3 separate regions of the Mus musculus genome follow, and all the other regions are linked to region 1. Evidence: chromatin contacts called from public HiChIP or PLAC-seq data. All regions are on one chromosome and are shown on one strand. The core of a region is the stretch at or near the end of the contact, and the rest is flanking DNA. Distances in the headings are between cores, read along the strand shown. Region 1 holds the start of Zmynd11 (zinc finger, MYND domain containing 11). Region 2 overlaps Dip2c (disco interacting protein 2 homolog C). Region 3 overlaps Dip2c (disco interacting protein 2 homolog C).

What was found. HiChIP or PLAC-seq counts read pairs in DNA pulled down with a chosen protein or histone mark.
Region 2: a contact with region 1 is called in an H3K27ac HiChIP or PLAC-seq map of embryonic stem cells, with 6 read pairs. The contact joins the enhancer-like site here to the promoter of Zmynd11 in region 1. A contact is called at or near these places in 1 of 39 promoter capture datasets (embryonic stem cells), 6 of 115 datasets of contacts at active chromatin or transcription factors (the NIH/3T3 cell line, bone marrow-derived macrophages, craniofacial prominence and 2 more) and 1 of 9 other capture datasets (adipose tissue).
Region 3: an H3K4me3 HiChIP or PLAC-seq map of the 230-238 cell line shows a contact between it and region 1, with 11 read pairs. The contact joins the enhancer-like site here to the promoter of Zmynd11 in region 1. A contact is called at or near these places in 2 of 484 Hi-C or Micro-C datasets (Th1 cells and pro-B cells), 3 of 115 datasets of contacts at active chromatin or transcription factors (the 230-238 cell line and large pre-B cells) and 1 of 9 other capture datasets (liver).

What each region holds. Positions count from the first base shown.
Region 1 is chr13:9,763,717-9,766,960 of GRCm38.p6, forward strand. It overlaps Zmynd11 (zinc finger, MYND domain containing 11), which reads right to left and starts at 1,605. Exons shown (of 15, transcript NM_001199141.2): 1 at 1,339-1,605.
Region 2 is chr13:9,307,207-9,310,450 of GRCm38.p6, forward strand. All of the region lies in intron 1 of Dip2c (disco interacting protein 2 homolog C), which reads left to right. Among named protein-coding and RNA genes, the nearest start is that of Dip2c, 32 kb to the left of the region's middle. Within about 2 kb of position 1,750, at least 7 of the 459 cell types and tissues checked have an H3K27ac peak or open chromatin away from gene starts, as enhancers often do. A contact at or near this core is called in embryonic stem cells, where this site is marked.
Region 3 is chr13:9,426,408-9,429,651 of GRCm38.p6, forward strand. The region is part of intron 1 of Dip2c (disco interacting protein 2 homolog C); the gene reads left to right. Among named protein-coding and RNA genes, the nearest start is that of Dip2c, 150 kb to the left of the region's middle. Within about 2 kb of position 1,729, at least 42 of the 459 cell types and tissues checked have an H3K27ac peak or open chromatin away from gene starts, as enhancers often do. A contact at or near this core is called in the 230-238 cell line, where this site is marked.

The DNA.
Region 1 (3,244 bases), core at 355-2,854:
CCCTCGGCTCGGCCCAGGGAAAAGGCATGAGGGGAGACAGTGCAAGCGAAAGTTCAGGCCACAACCCCACAGGCAGCGTCCCCATCGGCTTCTCTCCGCAGCTCTGCGTGGGCACAAGACGGCCGATCCCCCCAGGACGGCCAGAAGGACCTGTTGAGGCAGCTGAGGCCTCGCTACCCGCTCGCCTGCAGCCCCGGGAGAGCGACGGACACCGGTCTCGGGTCTCAGGGGCGTTCGCTTTCATCGCTCCCCGTCCGCCCGCTCGCTACACGCTCCGCGCAAAGGCCCCAGGGCCTGGCCAAGCGGGAGGCGCGGGGACCGGGCGGGAGGAGCTCACAAGACTCCGCGGCTTCCCGGAGCCAGCAGGCCGCGCGCGGCTCTCCGCGGCCTTCCCGCGGGCCTGCTCCTCACGTCAGCCGGAGGTACAAGGTGCTGGACAGAGGAAACGCGCCCACCCCTCAGGCCTCACCGGCCTGGGGCCGTGCCTGACGCCACCGGCAGCCGCCGCCCGCCCGCCCGGGAGCCCGGGGCCCCGGCAGCCACCACAGCTCAGGCCGCGCTGCCGCCGCCGCGGATGCCTCCGCCCTCCCCGCCGCCCAGCCGCCCCGCCGCCGCCGAGCTTTCCCCACCATTATGCTGCGCTCCGTCGCCGCCGCCGCTGCCGCCGCCGCGCCCGGCCCTCCCTCCGGAGCCGCCTCCTTCCCGCCGCCCGGCGCCTCTCGGGCCTCAGCCGGCGACGGGCGCGGGGGGCGGGGGGGACGCAGGCCGCCGCCTCCTCCTCCCCGCCATCTCCTCCCTCCTCCCCGGCTCCCCCCGCTGGCTCAGCGCGGAGGGCTCGGGGCTCGAGGGGCGCCATGTTGGCGGCGGCTTCCACCACAGAAAAAAAAAAAAAAAAATGCCTCGGCGCGCGCCGGGGCGAAACCGGGCGAGGCGGCCGGGGCGTCGCGCGCCGGCTGGAGGCCTGGCCCGCCGCGCGCTCTCGCTCGCTCGTTCGTTCGCTCGCTCACTCACCGCGTCTCCTCAGCCCGACGGCGGCGCGGGGCCTGCGGGGCTGCAGAGGACGCCTGGGGGGCAAAGTTGGCATCCCCCAACCAAGAGGCGGTTCACACGGTGCGGGCGCGGCGGCCGGCCCGGCTCGCGGCCTCCTCGGAGTTCATTGTGTGCGCTTGAGTGTTTCCCCGCGCGGGGCCGGGCCGGGCGAGCGCGGGGCCGGGCCGGGCGAGCGCGGGGCCTGGGCCGAGCTGCGCACGGGGGGCTCTAGCGGCCGGCGCGGGACTTGCGCGGCCCGCGCTGTCTCCCCGCCCCGAGGCCGGGGGAGCCCGCCGCACCCGCTCCTACCTTCCCTCGACCTGTCTCCGGCGCCTCGCTGAGAAATCGGTTTCAGCATATTCTAAGGGGGTCCACACACGAACTCCATGTCAACACACACGTGCGAGCTACGTACGTGCAGGCGCGCTGGAGGCGAGCACCGAGACACGAGGGTAGCATTGTTAGGATCCGGCCAAGCCCGGTGGGCTGCGTTGCAGCTTGCGGTGTGGACCCGCTCGGCACTTTGCTTGGCTCCTAATGGCTCCGTGTTGGACAAGCACTCGCCCGTGTACTACTGACCCGAGTGGGTAAGACGGTATCCCTCGCTTTCCAATCCTGTGCTCAAAAAAAAAAAAAAAGTTGCAAAGACACCCGAGTTCCCCGTCTCAAATATGCACAAGTGGGACGTTTAGAAAGAATGGACCACCCATTATCACTCTGGTTAGAACATTACAAATTGCTGTGAGGAGTAGGTTATCTTTTCTAGTGAGCAATTCTAGATCTAATCAGAGGAGAGCCCTTAAGCTATATGGCTTTAAAAGTCTTGGGGGAAAAGTCAAAGCATATACAGATGTCATACGTTGTCCTAACAACCTTTGCCTGCTAGGAGTTTAAAAGGGGAAACCCATTAGCTAAGATTGCCTGTCCCTATTCTCATTGGATAGATGTACCTGAAAAATCACTGGCGACGCCCCTAGAAATCTAGGGTTCTTATACAAATTATCCATCTGTTTACAGTGCTGATCTCTAAGTTAGAACTTACTTAGAGTAGCATTGAGTTGGCTTTTTGAAGTACACCAGTCAAACGGTCTTTCAAACTGTTAACAGTTCTGCCACTGATACCAGCATCGCAGAGAGAAGTGTTTGCTCTTTTGATGTTTGTTTCTGGCTTCCCCCCGCCCCCACTTCTAAGATCATGAAGTATTTATAATTCATTTAAATAATAAAATATGGCATGGCTGGACAGCAAGATTGCTCAGCAAATAAAGCCACTCACCACCAAGCCTGAAAGTCTGAGTTCAAGCCCCAGGACCCACCTGTGTGATGGAATGAAAGAACCAGTTTATTTCAGAAGTCGCCCTTAAACTAGATGGGTGGACTAAAGGATGCCAGGGGAAATCATGCCGTATTGGATTGGACTGCTGGACTGGAAATCACTTCTTTAAGTGAATCACCTCTTTTTTAAAAAAAGGTCTTCTTTCAGCTGTAGAGGAATGCCTACTTCTATATTTCTATGTAGTTTGCAGAAGCTACTCAAGTATGAAAATTTTTCTGTGTGGGGGGGAGGGAAAGAGGGAGGGACACACACACTCACAGAGAGAGAGAGAGAGAGAGAGAGAGAAGGGGGGAGGGAGAGAGGGAGAGAGAAATACAGTTTAGGAAAACAAAGTGACTCCCCCCAGTTATACAGAATAGAAATAGCTTCTATTTTTACATATAACTCTCTTAGATAGCCTATCTATAAGATTTCCTATTTCTTTGCTATAGTTTCCCAGCCCAACAGCTTTATTAACTGCATTTGTCTGTCAACTGGGTGAGTATATGAGGGTGGGTCAGAAGGCCAGTGGCTGGAGGTTGGACGGAGGTTTGGAAGACCAAAGTAATGTAGTTGTTTCTGTGCAACCTGTGACATACTCTGGATTTATGTACTGGGTTGTGAAAGAAGGCAAAAGGTTGAGGGGTCTGAGGGGAGAAATTGGAGACAGGAGGAATGATGGAGTTGAGGGATGGTTTGCATCAATCCACATGTGTTTCACAGACTCTCACACAGCCCTGCATTCTTCCTTGGCCACAATCAATACACCCTATGCTACACAATTTCAATTGAGCATACTGCTTCTTTCACATTCTGCTTTGAGAAAAATCATGGAAAGAAGACAGACTATTCAAGCAATTAAGAATGGAAATTGTCTGTCGGGGAAATGAATTATATTCT
Region 2 (3,244 bases), core at 500-2,999, 460 kb before region 1:
AAGTAAGCGTGTACTAGTATAGGTTTCCTGAGATCTCAGTGGGGACCTTAGTCTATCTTACTAGGATGCTAAATGTGGCAAAAAATAGAAAGAATTTACAGAAAAAAATAGAGAGAGACCTATTCAAAGATAGGTAATGCCATTGATTATGTTAAAGTTCACTTATATAGAGCATATTAAAATTAGAAAAGAAGACAGTAGCATGAAAGTAATAATGGGTATATGTTTATATATCCTAGTGTAGGGCAACATACACTAGAATATACAATATACAGCACAGTGTTGTGTAGTATAGAACAGAAGAAATAACATAGTATTTGATAGCATACTATAAAATAATATCACATTGGTTAGAATGCATAGCTAATAGTGCTATGTAGACAAAATAAATAATATAATGTAGTTCAGATGTTACTTGACTTACGATAGGGCCATGTCCAAAAAGCCTGAAAATGTGAGTGGTCTATCTAATGTTTGGTTCTATGGTCAGTGTAGTACATTGTCTATCCTGTTCATTGTGTAGCTGGATGGAGAACTGAGCCTGTGGCCACTTCCCATCATATTACACTACATCTCACTAGCTTGTGGAAAGATCAAAATTTGTAATTCAAAGTATAGTTTCTACTGGCTGTGTATTGCTTTTGTGCTGTTGAGAAGCCCAAAACTTGTAAATTGACATACTGTATACACCAAGGAACATCTGTGGTATAGTATAGGATAGTATAGTGTCAATAGAATTGGAATTCTAATATTAGACTGTGTATTATAGTATCTCTGCCCTTGATCTTTCTTTGATTTATTCTGAGAATCAGGGCATAAATATAAGAGGGCAAGGTAGCTGGCCTTTTATTATTTTTTTTTATTTTTTTGCTTTTTTTCTTTAAAGGCCTTTACTTGTTGGCATGATCTGGTGGGCCCTCTTTGGTAGTATTTTCTGTAGCAGCCTGTGCGTCTTTTTGTAAAATTTAGTATTGTCTCTTATGTAAATAGTTGAACATGTTTGTTACCTGTCACACCCTCAATGGATTATACCTATAGGCAATATTCTTATGATTTCTCTGCATTCTCTCTCTCTCCCTTTTGTTGGAGAAAAAGTATATGATGAATGCCAAGCATCCTGTAAAATCAGAGCCTCTTCATTATTTGAGGTTGTATTTGAACAGGAGTGGAAAACACCCTCATCTTTGGAAAGCCAAACCTTTGAGTATTTTGAATTGTAAGTGACTCCATGTGTCTGGGGGAAAGCATTCCTAAAGTTTCTTATTTTCCTTTTTTCATTGGGTGATTGTTTCAGAAATTTCTAAATTCATTATCGGGAATGAGTAGCCCAAGATTTGGCCAGCAGACATGAAGGATGAAAGCCCAGCTGGGAAATATCCTGTGTAGTAGCTGTGCTAAGGAGAAATGTGGCAGAGGATTACAGGATTCTTCCGGAATTCTCTTGCTGCCTTCAGTCTTTGATTAGTGTCTTAGTTACTGTTCTATTGCTGTGAGAGACACCGTGACCTCAGTAACTCTTATAAAGAAAAACTTTTAATTGAGGCTTGCTTATAGGTTCAGAGGTTTGGTCCATTGTCATCATGGTGAAAGGCAAGGCAGCAAGCAAGCAGACAGGTGTTGGAGAAATAGCAGAGAGTTCTACATCCAGATCCACAGGAAACAAGAAGAGAGACGTACTGGGTCTGATTTGGGCTTTTGAAACCCCCAAACCCCCACACATAACACACTTTCACCAACAAGGCCACACCTCCTGATTTGTCCTTATTCCCTCCCTGAGGACCAAACATTCAAATGTATGAGATTCTGGGGGCCATTCTTATTCAAACCACTCAATTAGCATATTCTTTTTTTTTTCCTTTTTTTCTTTCTTTCTTTAAATCCGCCTGCCTCTGCCTCCGGAGTGCTGGGATGAAAGGCGTGTGCCACCACGCTGGGTTTGAGGGGTGTCTTCCAATTGTACTTAGTTGTAGCCTCCCAAGGAGTGGAGTGGGTTTTTGGGAAAGTGGAGTAGAATGTTCTTTGGGAAAGGTGCCTGCGATGTTGCTCTAGACCTGCCTCTTTCTGTAGGAGCATTTTCTTCTGAAAAGATAATTTGGAGGGCATCTGTTAATCTAAATGTAATTAGCAGAGGGCATCCCTCAGATAAGAGGATTGGAGCCATTTTGATGAGCTATTTATTTCATTCTTTTTTTTTTTAAAGATTTATTTATTTATTATATGTAAGTATACTGTAGCTGTCTTCAGACACTCCAGAAGAGGGTGTCAGATCTTGTTACAGATGGTTGTGAGCCACTATGTGGTTGCTGGGATTTGAACTCCGGACCTTCGGAAGAGCAGTCGGGTGCTCTTACCCACTGAGCCATCTCACCAGCCCCTTATTTCATTCTTTTAAAGAGAATGGTTTTACAAGCTCAACAACTAAACTTAAAGAAAAATTCGTTATTTTCTTTGGGCTGTCTGCCTTACTATGAGGTTATAAATTATTGAGGGTTAAGAGGCTAGACCACACTTTGTGGTTCCTCTATTTCTCAGTCTGGTAGAAGACTTTTTTTCTTACCCAAAGAAATATATTCTTTTAATGTGTCTGAGCCAAGGCATTTTAATGAGAGATTTAAAGTGCTTGCTTTAGTTTCTGGGAAATGATTAAACTAACAAGATTAAGAATAAGACTTGTGGGGCTGGAGAGATGGCTTAGCGGTTAAGAGCACTGACTGCTCTTCCAGAGTTCAAATCCCAGCAACTACATGGTGGCTCACAACCATTTGTAATGAGATCTGGTGCCCTCTTCTGGTGTGCCTGAAGACAGCTACAGTGAACTTATATATAATAAAGAAAGAAAGAAAAGACTTGTTGGCCAGGTATGGAGGTGCATGCCTTTAATCCCAGTGCTTGGGAGGCAGAGTCGGGTGGATCTCTGTGAGTTTGAGGCCAAGCCTGGTCTACAGAGCAAGTTCAGGACAGCCAGGGCTTGTTACACAGAGAAACTCTTGTCTCAAAAACCCAAAAGAAAAAAAAAAAAGCATAAGACTTTTGATATAGTTAATATAAGACATTGACAAAGTAGTAGTAGCAGCAGCAGCAGCAGCAACAAAAACAACAACAACAAGAGCAATCTATTGCTGCTGGTGCCAGAGGGCTGATGACTTCACATACTTTACCTGCTGAGGCCCTGCTTGACCTAGAAAGGCTCACTCCTGAAGATTTCTGTTGGATACATGTCAGATCGCAGAATATCTTTGATATT
Region 3 (3,244 bases), core at 479-2,978, 340 kb before region 1:
CCTTTCTGGCCTTTCACTATTGACATTTCTGGGTGGCCTTGGGAACTTTAAGAGGCAGGCATTGAGGTTTTGCCACTGATATAGTCAGAGTCAATGGTTGAAGCTTACATATCAGTGTTCTAACACACTACACTATCCACCCCACCCTCCACATTTCCCTCCTATCTCTAGGCATTTCTTTCATCTCCCCTACCTCAACCCCAGTCTCTCCTCTTTCCTTATGTGTACCAAGCTGAGCACAGCTGTCTTACAGTTTTCACTTATTATTTTAGCCTTGCAGGGTATCACTTTATCTGGGATTATGTTCAATGGTGGGTCACTGCAATCCTACCTAGGAGTGGCCTCGTCAGAATAGAGATTTGTTACTAACTTCCTGATTATTGCCATGTTTTAGTTTTGTTCTATACTGAATGTCACTTCTTCCCACATTCTTTTCTCTTTCCCGAAGTATGAGGAAAACTCAGACCATACCAAGAAGTGCCAGGAGCCATGTCTTCCTTATCTTTCATAAGCCAGCACTAAGTGCCATGGTCAGCTCCTTGAGCGAGGCTGGGAAGTGTTGCTTGATTGTTAGGTGGCAGTGCATGTCCTGCCAAGTTTGGTGAGCTCGTGAGGTAGCATGTGATGCTGGACTTCGTTTGGCAGATTTCTGATTCAGGGGGAAAAGATGGAGAATGGGTCAGAATAGGAACTGGAATGTGGTTGTTTTTACTCTCTCTTCTGAGTGATATTTCCAATAGAATTTGACCTTTTGTTATCCATTGTATTCCTAAAAGATTGCAGGAAATAGCTGGGGTGACAAATAACATTCAGGGATCTTGGCAGGTATATAGCATCCCCAGGAGGCACCTAGCAAAGTTTATTCTTTTCTGCTCTTGTGGAATGCTGTCTAAAGGAAGAGAAGCTGTTCACTCAATCACATCAGCTTGCATCTATTTTATCGTCCTGCCAGATGAGACATGAGTAGTGCTGGTGAAGGGTCCTGGATTCCATATTCTGCTCAAAGTCTCTCAGTCCAGGAAATCACTCTCTAGATTTCCTTGGGTTTTTAAGAAAAGAAGCTGCTTATATTTTCCCCAATGAACACAGATTCTTCTTAACTGCCCTGTTGATAGATCTTGAGGGATCTCCTAGAGTCTGTATGTTATGTGCATGCTATGAGTTACACTGGGTATGAGGCATTTATTTCTCCAATCTCCTGTTATTTCCTTATGTAGCTTCCTGTGGATCATATTTCAAGACAGGGCCTTATACTGTGTGTAGCAGTGGTGCAGGGGATGAATGTCACAATGAAAATAAAAGGATGAGCTCTTAAGATAATAGCTGGATTAGTTGAGATGGATGATCAAGGGATTTTCTTAAGTCTTATAATGGGGGTCATTTATGTATGTGGACTCTTGCAACAGTACTGTATAAGTCTTAAAAGCATAACTGAAAAAAATGACAGGGATACTTTCATAATGACAACTCAACTTGAAAAGTTATGTGAAGTGGCAATTTTAAAACTAGAATCAGTTAAGAGCTTCCTTACTCTGCATACTGTAAAGGAAAGCCTCAGTCTGTATAGTCATATGCAGGTTGTTAGGCCTGACTTTGTACCCCTACTGTCAGGTCTAAATGAGCCTCCCCCAGGCTACTATCTTGACTCTCTTGCCAGAATAGAATATGACACCTGCAGAACTGAGATGGACTGTAAGAGTAATGCAGCTTAAGGCCTGGTCCTCCGTCTCTTGGGTTCTGCTTTATGTGTAACTTAAAGGCTGGCTTCCTGGAACTTCCTGAGTTGTTCTCTGAATCAGCACAGAAAAACTCAGTCTTTCCTGGCAGCATCTCACATCCTGGAGAGAAAGATCATTTCTTTCCACAGTCATAAAAAGCTAGACCAATGGTGACTTCTTAAGCCATTTGGTATTAAGACTGGTTATTGATGCTTTGTTCAATTAGTCCTCCTTTAGACAAAGTTTGTGCAAGGCACTTTAATTGAAAGTTTTCCTATAAAATCCCACAGGAGTTGAAATCAGTTTTCTGTCTTGTGAGAATTCCACTGAAGGGTATTGACTGAGAGAAGACCATGTGACTATGTGCCCCAGCTTGGTTTCCTGGGTGCAACTCCAACCTTTAGGTACTGTGATGGTCTGTTTTCAGCATTCGTAGCTTCTAGTTACCTGCCTCTTGAGATATTTTGAAGATTTATTGAATTGTTTAGGATGGTCCCACTATATACTATGAGAAAAAAAAATTCTATGTACTGGGATAAAAGATCAAATCCGGCAGGAGTTTACTCTTAATGCTGTAAAGATATGTCACTTAATTTCTGCTTGCTATATTAACTATGAAAAGACTGTCCCAGCTGGGCCTCAGCGTTTGGAAGCAGAGGTTATTGGAATATTTAATATAATATCGACATACATTTAGGAATACTATAAGAGAACCAAAATCCAAAAGTAAAACACTAAAACCATGTTGACTAAAAAGGTAAATATGAACATTTAGTATTTCTGGGAACTTCCTAATAGCATGCATAGATGTTAACTGTTGCTGAAAATTGGAAGAAGATAAAGAATTATGAAAGATGAGCAAGCATAGTGCTATCCACACAGCACAGTATGGACCACAGTAGAAAAGATTGTAGCTAGTGGCTAAGTTGTAAAGTATTGTATTTTGGGAAAACCCTATAAAATGACAAAAATCCATAATCAATTCAGGGAGTAAAAGTGGTGTCTTTTCACTGTGAAAAGGCAATCCAATAAATTCAATGTTTTTGCTTTACCATGGAGGAATTTTTTTTCCACAAGAAAGTAGAGATAATTTAATCATAGGGGTATTTGTATACAATCTTTGTGAGATTCTTGCAAATAAAGCATAGTGTATAATACAGACCATGATGCGTATGTGGTAAGTGAGCTGTCAGATGGTTTTCTGTTGTCCAGGTGAAAGACTCCAAGTACAGGGGTATCAGTTGTAATTTGTGAGCATCTGATGGTGTTGGGCAGTTTCTTAAGATCCTACAAAAGGGCTCATGTCCTCTCGGTTGAAGAGGAGTAGGAGATGTCTAGGTCCAGTTACAAGTGAGAAAGCTCTTCTTAGAAGATCAGCTCTGACACAGAACATTGGGGAGTTGCTGCTATATTCCAGAAGGCTTTTTATTAATCACTAGTGTTTTCTTCCTTGGCTGCATCTCCTGTGGGTCCTGTGGGGAATAACATCACCATGTTTCCTCTGGCCTCCTGCTTTGTCCTCTCTT